Regions from separate parts of the Rattus norvegicus genome. Here region 2 is linked to region 1. The links are chromatin contacts, called in public Hi-C maps. All regions are on one chromosome and are shown on one strand. The core of a region is the stretch at or near the end of the contact, and the rest is flanking DNA. Distances in the headings are between cores, read along the strand shown.

Evidence for each region. Hi-C and Micro-C count contacts between places; a contact is called where the count stands out from the background.
Region 2: a contact with region 1 is called in a Hi-C map of frontal cortex, with 1.9 times the contacts expected there. The contact joins the enhancer-like site here to the promoter of Abhd17c in region 1. A contact is called at or near these places in 3 of 12 Hi-C or Micro-C datasets (the A7r5 cell line, frontal cortex and kidney).

What each region holds. Positions count from the first base shown.
Region 1 is chr1:147,532,507-147,537,935 of GRCr8, reverse strand. Abhd17c (abhydrolase domain containing 17C, depalmitoylase) reads left to right here and starts at 3,221. Exons shown (of 3, transcript NM_001100736.2): 1 at 3,221-3,798. The coding sequence starts at 3,236.
Region 2 is chr1:147,671,792-147,676,928 of GRCr8, reverse strand. The region is part of intron 12 of Arnt2 (aryl hydrocarbon receptor nuclear translocator 2); the gene reads left to right. Among named protein-coding and RNA genes, the nearest start is that of Arnt2, 130 kb to the left of the region's middle. Within about 2 kb of position 3,633, at least 9 of the 93 cell types and tissues checked have an H3K27ac peak or open chromatin away from gene starts, as enhancers often do.

The DNA of each region.
Region 1 (5,429 bases), core at 1,972-4,471:
TGGCTAGAAGCTTCTAGTACTAGGCCTAGCAGACAAAGGCAGTCAGTCTCTAGACAACAAATTGTATCAGGTGAATACAAGTTACTTTTACACCCTTCTCTTTTGGTCCTAATACATGAGTCACCTATCCCATATTAATATGGCTTTGCCTTTACAAATCAAGTCAATCTTCAGTCAATCAACACTTACAAGATTAATATGTCAAATGTAAAATGTCAAACATGTAAATTCCAATATCAAAGAGTAGAAGCCAATGCCTTCAGCTACATGGTGTGTTGTTTAGCTCATTAGTCCTAGCTGGTGGGCGGGGAAAGAGTTACTTCAACAGCAGTGACAATCCTAACATTTGGCTGTGATGTGACCTTGTCCCTTCACATGTCCCAGGTCAATTCATTGACTAGACTCATGCTGAGGACCCAACAAACACATTTGCTAGTCTGAATTCAGGGTAAACCTTACTATGCTAGAATGGTAAGAATCACATAGGAGTTCTTTAAGGTCAAGTTGGACAGCTGTTAACTTGGTCCTTGTATCTAATAGGGCACAGCTATTCTCCAAGGTGGATGCTAAACTCTCCCAGCCAAAATGCCAAGGCATCCTGTCTCTCCTGTGGATGCTCCCTCCTGAAGATGGTTGTACAGAGAGGTTAGCATCTAAAAACTAGAAAGTATTTATTTGCTGAGGAGCTTTTACATGACGAATGTGCTGAGACACTGAGTTTGTTACACCCTAGCAGCACATCTCATCTTAGAGGGCCACACAAAGTCTAACCTCAGCTCTACGTAATATGGGTGAGCAAGGCTTGCCCTCTATGGCATTCAGCACATTAAGTTTAATAGTCACATAAACACAAATGAGTTTACTTTTACAGGAAGCTTCCCTCTGTATAGTCTCTCAAAATGATCCAAAAGGTTAGTCTTTCCATTTAGTTATTAGTCATGTACAGAGTCGTATTGCACACATCCTTTGCAGAGGATACAGAGACTAAACTAAAGAAGCCAACTTTGGGTTTCCCAACAGGACTGCCACCAGAACATCTGGAATATGACTGCTATCCTTCCTATAGTCAGCACAAAGATGCGGACTTAGGAATCATTAGCTGTCCTTTCACGAGCTGTGAGCTAGTCCATTCTGTCAGGTGGGAGGAACGGTGCTGGAGGAAGACTGACTAGGAGGAGAGTGGACAGTACTCATTTCAGTTCAGTTCTCAAAGTCCCTTGTTTTCACTCTGCATTAGACTAGAGTGAAGCGTACTGGCATCTGTTCCTCACAGAAATAGCAAGACAGGACCTGAGACCATTGTCTAAGGATACAAGATGGCTCAGTGGGTAAACAAGTCTGACGATCCAAGTTTGATCCCCCAAACTCGCATGATGGAAAGAGAGAAACAACTCCTATAAGTTGTCTTCTCAACTCCATACCTATGTCCACCCCCAAAATACATATAATAATAATAATACAATCACCTAAATGTTCACAAAGGACTGATTTATTTGCTTGCTTATTTATTTATTTTATTTATTTATTTATTTAAGTTATGGTCTCATTGCCCGGTCTGGCCACTATGAAGTTGGGAGTGACCACGAACTCCTGATCCCGCAAACTGTTTTCAGGCTTCTTAAGAGTGTCTTGACTGTGGCAGAGATAACTTTCTCTTTGCAATTCTGGCAACTGACCCAGTAGCTATGGCATGAAAAACGCCACACACATTGACTTAGTACAGGAATCAAGCAGGCAAAATAGCAACATGAAAAAACTCTCAAGTCTTTGGGGGAAAAAAAATGAAACTGAAAGCCAGAAGCTAAAGCCTAGCAATGGAAGAACAGTTTTGCCCATCTAACTTTAAAACAGACTTGAAGAGGCATTGTGTGCAGTTTTTTGGAAATTTATGAATTTAGTGAGTATATGGCCTTCTAAAATTCAGTCCACAATGTTACTACTGATGTTGGTATTGATAAATCAATTTAGATTAGGATGCTCAAAATTCTTTTTGTTTTCAAAAAGGTTGTAATCCTTCTTGGGACATCTTTGAGGTCTGGAGTGGTGACTGCCCACTGGGGCTCTGGTTGCATTAACCGCAGGTAGCCTGGGATGCCCTCCTCTCCCTGAAAGCGAAGCCTAATGCCAAAGTCCAGAGGAGAGGCTCTGCCAACTGAACACCAGGGTTCACATGGTTTCAAAGGCCCTGAGAGCTATATTTGGAAAATCACTTAAAGCCCATAGCCAAGACAACAGAGGATTAAAATCGTTTTAACATGTCTTTCATGATTAAAAGTCTGGCGCCAAAACAATTCTAGAGAAACTAACATCATAAAGGACAGATATGGAGTATGAGTATCCAGTTGGCACCATGTAGGGGGGGTTGACGTAAGGGGTGAGGGTGAGAAAGTACCATGTTCACACCAGTTGTAAAACCAACAGGCACGGGAACACGTACGAGGGGGATCAGAGGAGGGTGGTATTCAAAAAGTCTTGAATCTCAGCCACTGGTATAGAGGAAAGAGGAATCCGAGTTCTACGCCAGTGTAGGTTAAACTGTCTCAAACAACCAAAAGAGAAAAAAATAGCATTGATTAGCGGGAAGCAAGGCATTTTTTAATGTATTCAATTCTCTTTCTCAATAATTATCTTTTACATAAATTCCCAATAACCCTACCAGGACAAAGTTGGTTCTGGAGAACCGAATCCTAAAGTATCTGTGCACCTACCTTTTCAATCCAGGATTGTCCCAACCGCCCCATCTCTTCAGAGCCCCGCCCCAATCACGGTAAGCTCCGCCCCAGACACCAGAGCCTCGCTTCGGATCCCGGAGTTTGTTCTAACCAGCAGCCCTGCCCAGATGCACTAACTCCCCGCCCAAGAGGTGAGAGCCCCGCCCAGACAGGGGAGTCCTGCTTCAGACTAGGGCGTCCGTTCTGAGGGGTAGCCCCGCCCGCTTGTGGGGGCGCGCGGCGCGGTAACCCGGAAGTGGCGGCAGCGTGCGGGGGCGGGGCGGCGCGCTCGAGCGGGCCATGGCCGCCGCCGCCGCGGGCTTTGTGTGCAGCGCGCGAGCCCCGGTCGTCCGCACCTCGCCGGGGCTGCGGGGCTGCCGCTGACCCGCCCCGCTCGCCGCGCCGCGCCCGCCTGGCCCCGCCCCTAGCCTCTCCGCCTCCTCGGCCGGCCTCCAGTTCTCGGCGCTCTCCCTCTGCGCTCCCTGCGCTTCCCTCCCGCCCGCGGCGGGCGCCAGGCCGTCCCGATGCCCGAGCCCGGCCCCAGGATGAACGGCTTCTCGCTCGGCGAGCTGTGCTGGCTCTTCTGCTGCCCTCCTTGTCCGAGCCGCATCGCCGCCAAGCTGGCCTTCCTGCCGCCCGAACCCACCTACACGGTGCTGGCGCCCGAGCAGCGCGCGCCCGCGCCCGCTGCGACCCCGGCGCCAGCCCCGGCGGCGCAGCCCGCTCCGGCCGAGGAGGGTGCGGGCCCCGGCGCGTGCAGCCTGCACCTGAGCGAGCGCGCCGACTGGCAGTACTCGCAGCGCGAACTGGACGCCGTAGAGGTCTTCTTCTCGCGCACGGCCCGCGACAACCGGCTGGGCTGCATGTTCGTGCGCTGCGCGCCCTCCAGCCGCTACACGCTGCTCTTCTCTCACGGCAACGCTGTGGACTTGGGCCAGATGTGTAGCTTCTACATCGGCCTGGGCTCGCGCATCAACTGCAACATCTTTTCTTACGACTATTCGGGCTATGGTGTGAGCTCCGGCAAGCCCTCCGAAAAGAATCTCTACGCCGACATCGACGCCGCGTGGCAGGCGTTGCGCACCCGGTGAGCCCCGAGCCACGGGTTGGGTGCGGGCTTGTGCTCCCAGATTGTTGCATTCGCTCCGGATCACCAGCCCTTGTGGGGATGGATAGCTCAGACTTAAAGGGTCCTGCCTGCTTTTCACTGGCCAGCGAGGCCTGGAGTCTTTGTGGCTCCGGTTAAACGCACGTGGCCGCTGTGGGGGGTGCTAACGTACCGGCCAAACCAACTTGGTTGAGCTTGAGTTGTGTGATGAACTACGCGCAGACCCTGAAGGTCTGGAAGAAGTGACCTTGGGTTTTTCAGTGTCCTGTGAAAACAGGGGAGAGACTATGACCTTTAAAAGACTTTCTAAGTAGAAAGTCCCCCTGGGGCGATGCCTGAACAGCCCTTAAGGCTGGGTCGGGTCGGGTGTGGTGAGGACTTTGCCTCTTGGTCCGGCAGAGTTTGTGGTTCCTTGAGATCAGGAAGTTAGCTGATGTCGGAACCTTCCCTAAACCCCACTAGTAGCGCAGGGTGTCTTATAGGCTCGAGGGAATCGGTTGACCTTGAGTTAGGGTTCATAAAACTGGAATTATTCGGGGTCTTTTACATGCCAAGCACAAATTGTTATATCTGGGGACAGATCAGGTGGGAAAAAGAAAAACCTGCTTGAGTTTTACTCTGAACTTAGACTTTTGATTTGTGAGAAAGTTAAGTGACCTGTCCTGTTTGATGCTTGTGACCTTCCCATGTAATCCCCATAGCACAGGTGGCAACCTTTTGGGTAATGAGCTTGGATTTCTTTAGAGGAACAAGTCCTCAGAATAAGGACAGTAGGCACTGTTCTTTTTAGAGACCTTTGTATAGTTTTTATGAAAAGTCTATTTGCTGGGCTAAGTACATGATCAGTAATAATGACTTATTTCCATATGTGTTGCCCGTATGTTCATAAATTATCCCTTATGCTTCTTGAGAAACAGAGAAGTACTTAGTATTTACTCTGTGCTGTTTGCTTAAACTCTTCTGAGGTCTTGGAGGGGATCCTTAATTGGGGTGTAGTTTTCAGAGAACGATGTAGGCAGATGCGGCTGGATTCTGTCCTGATGGAGTGGCTGAGGATCCACAAGTAGTCACATGCCACCTGTTCCCAAGAACAGGTTTCAGAAGTATGTGTCAGGGAGGGCTGGTGTAGGATATGCCTCAGTACTCTGAGGCAGAGGCTGAAGGATTGCTGAACGTTTCAGGCTAGCCTTAGCTGCACGGTGAGTTCTACATTGGTCAGGGCCTGGAAAAAGTGTTCAGGTAGCTAGGTGGCTGAGTGAGTGGAGGCTGCTTTCTGGGCAGACATGGTGACCAGAGTTTGACTTGTGGAATACAGAGGTGGAGGGAGAGAGAACTGGCTCTCCTAGGCTGTCCTGTCATCCAGTAATTGTGCCCACACTCATCTACCATACCCAGTTCTTTTTAAAAAGCACGCGTCGCACATCTTGAACTACCTAATCTGCCATAGTGTAGGTGGTAAAAATAAATTTTAGTATTAGATATTTTTACAGTGAAACAGTAAAGTCCTACCTTGAGTTGATGTTCTATAAAAATTTCTACAAAACATTGCTCCGATGTGGACCTTTCTTTCTTTCACTCTTGAGTATGTATGTCTGTCTTACCACAAAGGT
Region 2 (5,137 bases), core at 2,384-4,883, 140 kb before region 1:
AAACCTGAGTTCTCATCTCCGCCATGCCAGTTCCTGGTCTTGTGATCTCATGTAAGTCACTTCCTCTCTTACCCTTCACTTCCTTTTCTGTGACATGGTCCCCCTTTTTTGTGTGTATACAGACATGTGCAACTATGTGGAAGCCAAAGGGTGACAGCTAACGTCCTCCTCAGTTGCTCCACCTTACTTTTTGAGATCGAGTCTTTCACTGAACTTGGAGCTCCTGGGTTTGGCTAGGCTCTGACTCTTGCTTCTGAGGGATCACATAAGCACTGCCGAGCCTAGATGATGTACATGTGTGCTAAGGAGTAAGCACTGCTTGCCCTGCTTTAATACTGTGTAATCTCCCCAGCCCATGGCTCCTCCTTTCTGGAGTTAGGCTTAGGTCTGTAGGTCAGACTCGTGGGCACAGTGCCTGCCATTGGGATCATGACTGTGGACAGATCGTGCCTCTTCAGATCAAACATGGAGGAAGTACAGAACTGTGATGCCAGGTGTTTCCATTACACTATCTGGAGACTTTTTCTTTAAATACAGGATCTCACTTTGTAGCCCTGGCTAACCTAGTGCACACTGTGTGTGTACACAGGGCTGGCCTAGAAGTCACAGAGGTCTCCCTGCTTCTCCATTTGCTGTAATTTGACATTTTTAAAAACATATCTAATTTTGATCTTAGATGTTTATAGCAAACTCTTATGTGTTGGTGCAATTATTTTATAAACAACAGATACTTTGAATCTTTTCTACATTTTGTTTTATTTTTGAATATTCTTCACAAAGAATAGCCACTAGATTTCACAACAGTGTAGGAACTTGTGTGGGTTGGATGGTTGGTAGGATTTGTTTCTTACTTTCAGGCCTGCTCCACTCCAGAGATTTCATGTCCCTGAGAAGATGGTCATCACATAATAGTAGCATCTTCTTTTTTTCTTTTTTCTTTATTGGATATTTTCTTTATTTACATTTCAAATGTTATCCTCTTTCCTGGATCTCCCTTGGGAAACTTCCTATCCTATCCCCCTTCCCCCTGCTTCTATGAGGGTGTACCCCCCCACATACCAAGCCACCCCTTCCAGCCTTCCCACCCTGGCATTCCCCTACACTGAGACATCGAGCTTTCACAGGACTAAAGGGCCTCTCTTCCCATTGATGCCCAACAAGGCCATCCTCTGCTACATATGTGGCTGGAGCCATGGGTCCCTCCATGTGCACTCTTTGGCTGGTGGTTTAGTGTCTGGGATCTCTGAGGAGTCTGGTTGGTTGATACTGTTGTTCTTCCTATGGGGTTGCAAACCCCTTCAGTTCCTTCAGTCCTCTAACTCCTCCATTGGGGACCCCTGTCAGGCTCTGGCAGAGCCTCTCAGGAGACAACTATATCAGGCTCCTGTCAGCATGCACTTCTTGGCATCTGCAGTAGTGTCTGGGTTTGGTGACTGTATGTGGGATGGATCCCCAGGTGGGGCAGTCTCTGGATGGCCTTTCCTTCATTCAGTCTCTGCTCCACACTTTGTATTTCCTTCTGTGAGTATTTTGTTTCCTCTTGTAAGAAGGCCTGAAGCGTACACACTTTGGTCTTTCTTCTTCTTGAGCTTCATGTGGTCTGTAAATTGTATCTTGAGTATTCGGAGCTTTTGGGCTAATAACCACTTATCAATGAGTGCATATCATGTGTGTTCTTTTGTGACTAGGTTACTTCACTCAGGACAATATTTTCTAGTTCCATCCATTTGCCTAAGGATTACATGAAGTCGTTGTTTTAATAGCTGAGTAGTACTCCAGCTATAATCTGACTCTACTGTGCTGTGAAAGTGATGCACATTCTAAGAGAACCATACTTTGGATTGTGAATGTGCTCATTCCTTGGGCTAGCAACATACTAGAAGAAGCTCACGGATGCTAAGCTGTGACAGAGAGAGGCAGCTCAACTCAGCCATACAGCCATGCAAGGAAACAGCCATCACTAAGCTTGATGCCATGGATGGGGGATAGTGGTGCCTTTGTGTTTTACAATACAACACACTTATGGTATGGTATCAGGTGTAACCCTGGTGTAAGCAAGGGATATTCATACCCAGCAAGGAACCAACACACATAAACATTTGGGCACAAAGGTGCCCACTAGGCACATGGAAGCTATGCCTAGGGTGGCAGACGGTATGGAATGAGACAGGCATACTGAAGACTGCCCTTGTATCTGCCACTCATGGCCACTGGAACTCCCAATCTCCATTCCTCGGGTTCAGTCAAGGTTGGTCCTGAAACCCATGGCCTTCTCTTCCTCATCTCCTGACACCAGGGGATCCTTCTAAGAACCTGCCACATCCCTCTGTCAGAGCATCCTTCTGAACTGGCCTCGCTGAGCTACTGCTACCATTCAGCTTGCCCCCGTCCCTTACAGCCCAGCGTTCACACCAGTCCAACAGCTTCGATCACACCATCTGGGACACACAAACTCTTGCTCCCAGATACCACTCTGTCAACTGCCTCCTGGACCAGCTCTCATTCTAGACATTTTCTGTCCCTGTGTACTTGGTACAACTGGATTTGTCTTCTGCCCCATCTGCTGGTCAAACTGTAAATGGGAAAGAACAAATGTGAGAAGCCATAGATCCAGATGGGTAAAATGATGGGCCTATCACATCTTGAGGGTTCAATCAAATGGAGGGTATTCCATTTCCCCCCGTCAATCCCACAATGTGGAAGAGATGTTCTCTTTACCCAGGGACCAGAGACGTGCCCATGAGTGCCACACCCAAATCTGATCCTAGGACTGCTGAAAAGAAGGAAGATTGAGAAATGGGAGTAGAGCCAGATGCACGGGGCTAGGGAGGACTGTGTTCAAGGTATAGAGGGTTATGTGCAGGTTTCTCAGGTGCTTACGAGCTAGGGGTGCCAGGTCCTTGGCAGAAGAAGGGCAATGATAGCTCTGACCTGCCTAGCACCTGTGCAAGCCAGATCTCTGCCCCTAGGCTTATCTCTCCCAGTATGGCCTCACACCTGCCAATTCAGGCTGCCTAGCCAAGAAGTGGTGGAAATAGACAAACAAGCCAACTATTCAGAGTCCTGGACACGATTCTAGAACCATTCCCTTTTGGATCTTAGGGAAAGCCACTTCCAGTCTGGATCCTGCCTCCTCTGCCCCTCATCCCTCTTTGTTCCTTCTCAACATGTGGTTGTGCACACAGCCCTGTGCTCAGCAAGGGCTCTGAGGCTGCTGAATTCCTGTGAATTAGGCTGTTCTTGAGGGTGTCACCTATGCACTCACTGTCAACCTTCCTAAATCTCCCCGTCACTAAATCCTCCCTCATGGTTAGCTACTTACAAAGCATGTCAGAGCCACCCCTCTACAAGAACAGTTCCCTGGCTGGGCAATCAGCAGCTTTCTAGATTTGGGTGAGCAGAGCAGACCTAGGATCCTTGTTGGAGATGGTTGGGGGCTTTTCAGTCTGTCATCATTGCAGTTTTCTAGTCTTTGGTTACATTCTTTCTGCCATCAGAGTCACATGTCTTGTCACAGCTAATGAAGCTGATATCTCCTGACCATCATGACTGCCATGGCCTAGGGCAGGCAAGGTGCTTGCATTACCTTCTTGCTTTAAGGGGAGACCCAGTCCAAGGATCATAAGCTTTGAGCTTCAAAACCATGAAATCATGGGTAGAGGTAGACGGAAGACAGTGGACAGATACAGAGGAAGAAGAGGACAAACAAAACCCCCAGAACCTGAGGAACACCCCCAGAAGGCAGCCCTGACAAAGGAGAGGCATAGAAGCAGTCACTCTCCTCTGCAAGCCAGCCCCGGCTGACTGGGTTGACCTTCTTTTCTGAAAGCCAGACAGTATTGTTGAGACAGAAAAGCATTTTGTTCAGGGGCAGGCCTTTTGCTGCCTCAAGTCAGTCATTCTCAGCAGCTCCTGTAAGTCGTGTGGATCAGAAAAGCCCTGGGACACCTGCAGCAGCTACAATAGCAACACATATCAGTTTTCTAAACCAGGTGTTTGGTGGCAAGGCGGAAAAGCTGGCTGTGGACGGTAGAGGGCGGTGCTGACCACGCATGTGAGCGCACAGACCTTCCTTGAGTTTTGTCAGCTTTGTCAGCAGTACTCCAGCTAGTTAGACCCTCCTGTGCCCTGTGCTGGGGCTGGGGGTGGGGCGGGGAGCAAGGAGTTGCTTGCTCAGTAGCCTTCAGCTACGAGCATCCAAAAGCAACTTCCTGAAGAAGTTAAGCAAGCATTGGGTGTTTAGCATTTGTGCTAAGCTGTTGAAAAGGCTCTTTGTCACCTCTGACTTCTTCCTGTTCCTTCCACACAGATGGAAGCCCAGAAAAACAGACTGATGCAACACGCGGGTGCACACTGCTGAGCTGGGCCAGGTCTTGGGATTTGATACTATGAGAAACCAGACTGTCCTTTCCGTATCCGCCCATCCTGAACATTCCCTTCCCGTCTCTCTTCAGGGGAGAATTGACGTGCAGTTATCCTTAGGCCAAGCCTCTGATAGATATTAAAATAGCACTAGTCTGACGTTGTCTCAGGTTCTCATGGCACAAGTTCTTGATGTGTACCTACACCCATGTCTACATGTGTGCACTTATGTGTATGTACATGAAGGGGTGGGTGAATATGTATGTGTCCATGTGAGGGTAGGCATGTGTGTGCGTGCATGTATGCACACGTACATGCATACATACATATGTGTGAGTACAAACATGGGTTTAAAGCCCCACCATGCCCAAAGCCCAACTGGTCAATGATCACATATACTCAGTGATAGTTAGTCACAATTACCTGCCTGATAGTAGGTGGAAAGAGAAGAGAAGAGATGTATGCAAAAGGAGGCAGACGGTTGTATGCCCAGGAGGCATCAGCCTTCAGTGAAGGCTGGACACAAAGACACCATCTTCTTCTGTCCTTCTGCGATCCAGGCAGGCAAGGTGGAACTGAGACTCTTCTAGTTACAGGCTCCAACCCCAGGGAGCATCTTGACCCTTTTCCTGTCCCTCAGAGGAGAACCAGAACTGAATGTGCCTAGAGTTCTAGCACACTTCCCCCTCTGCCCCAGTGGAGGTCTTGGTGTAGTGTGACTTAAACATTCTGCAGTTAATAACTAATACCTGAAATTAATGCGGCAACAGTTACT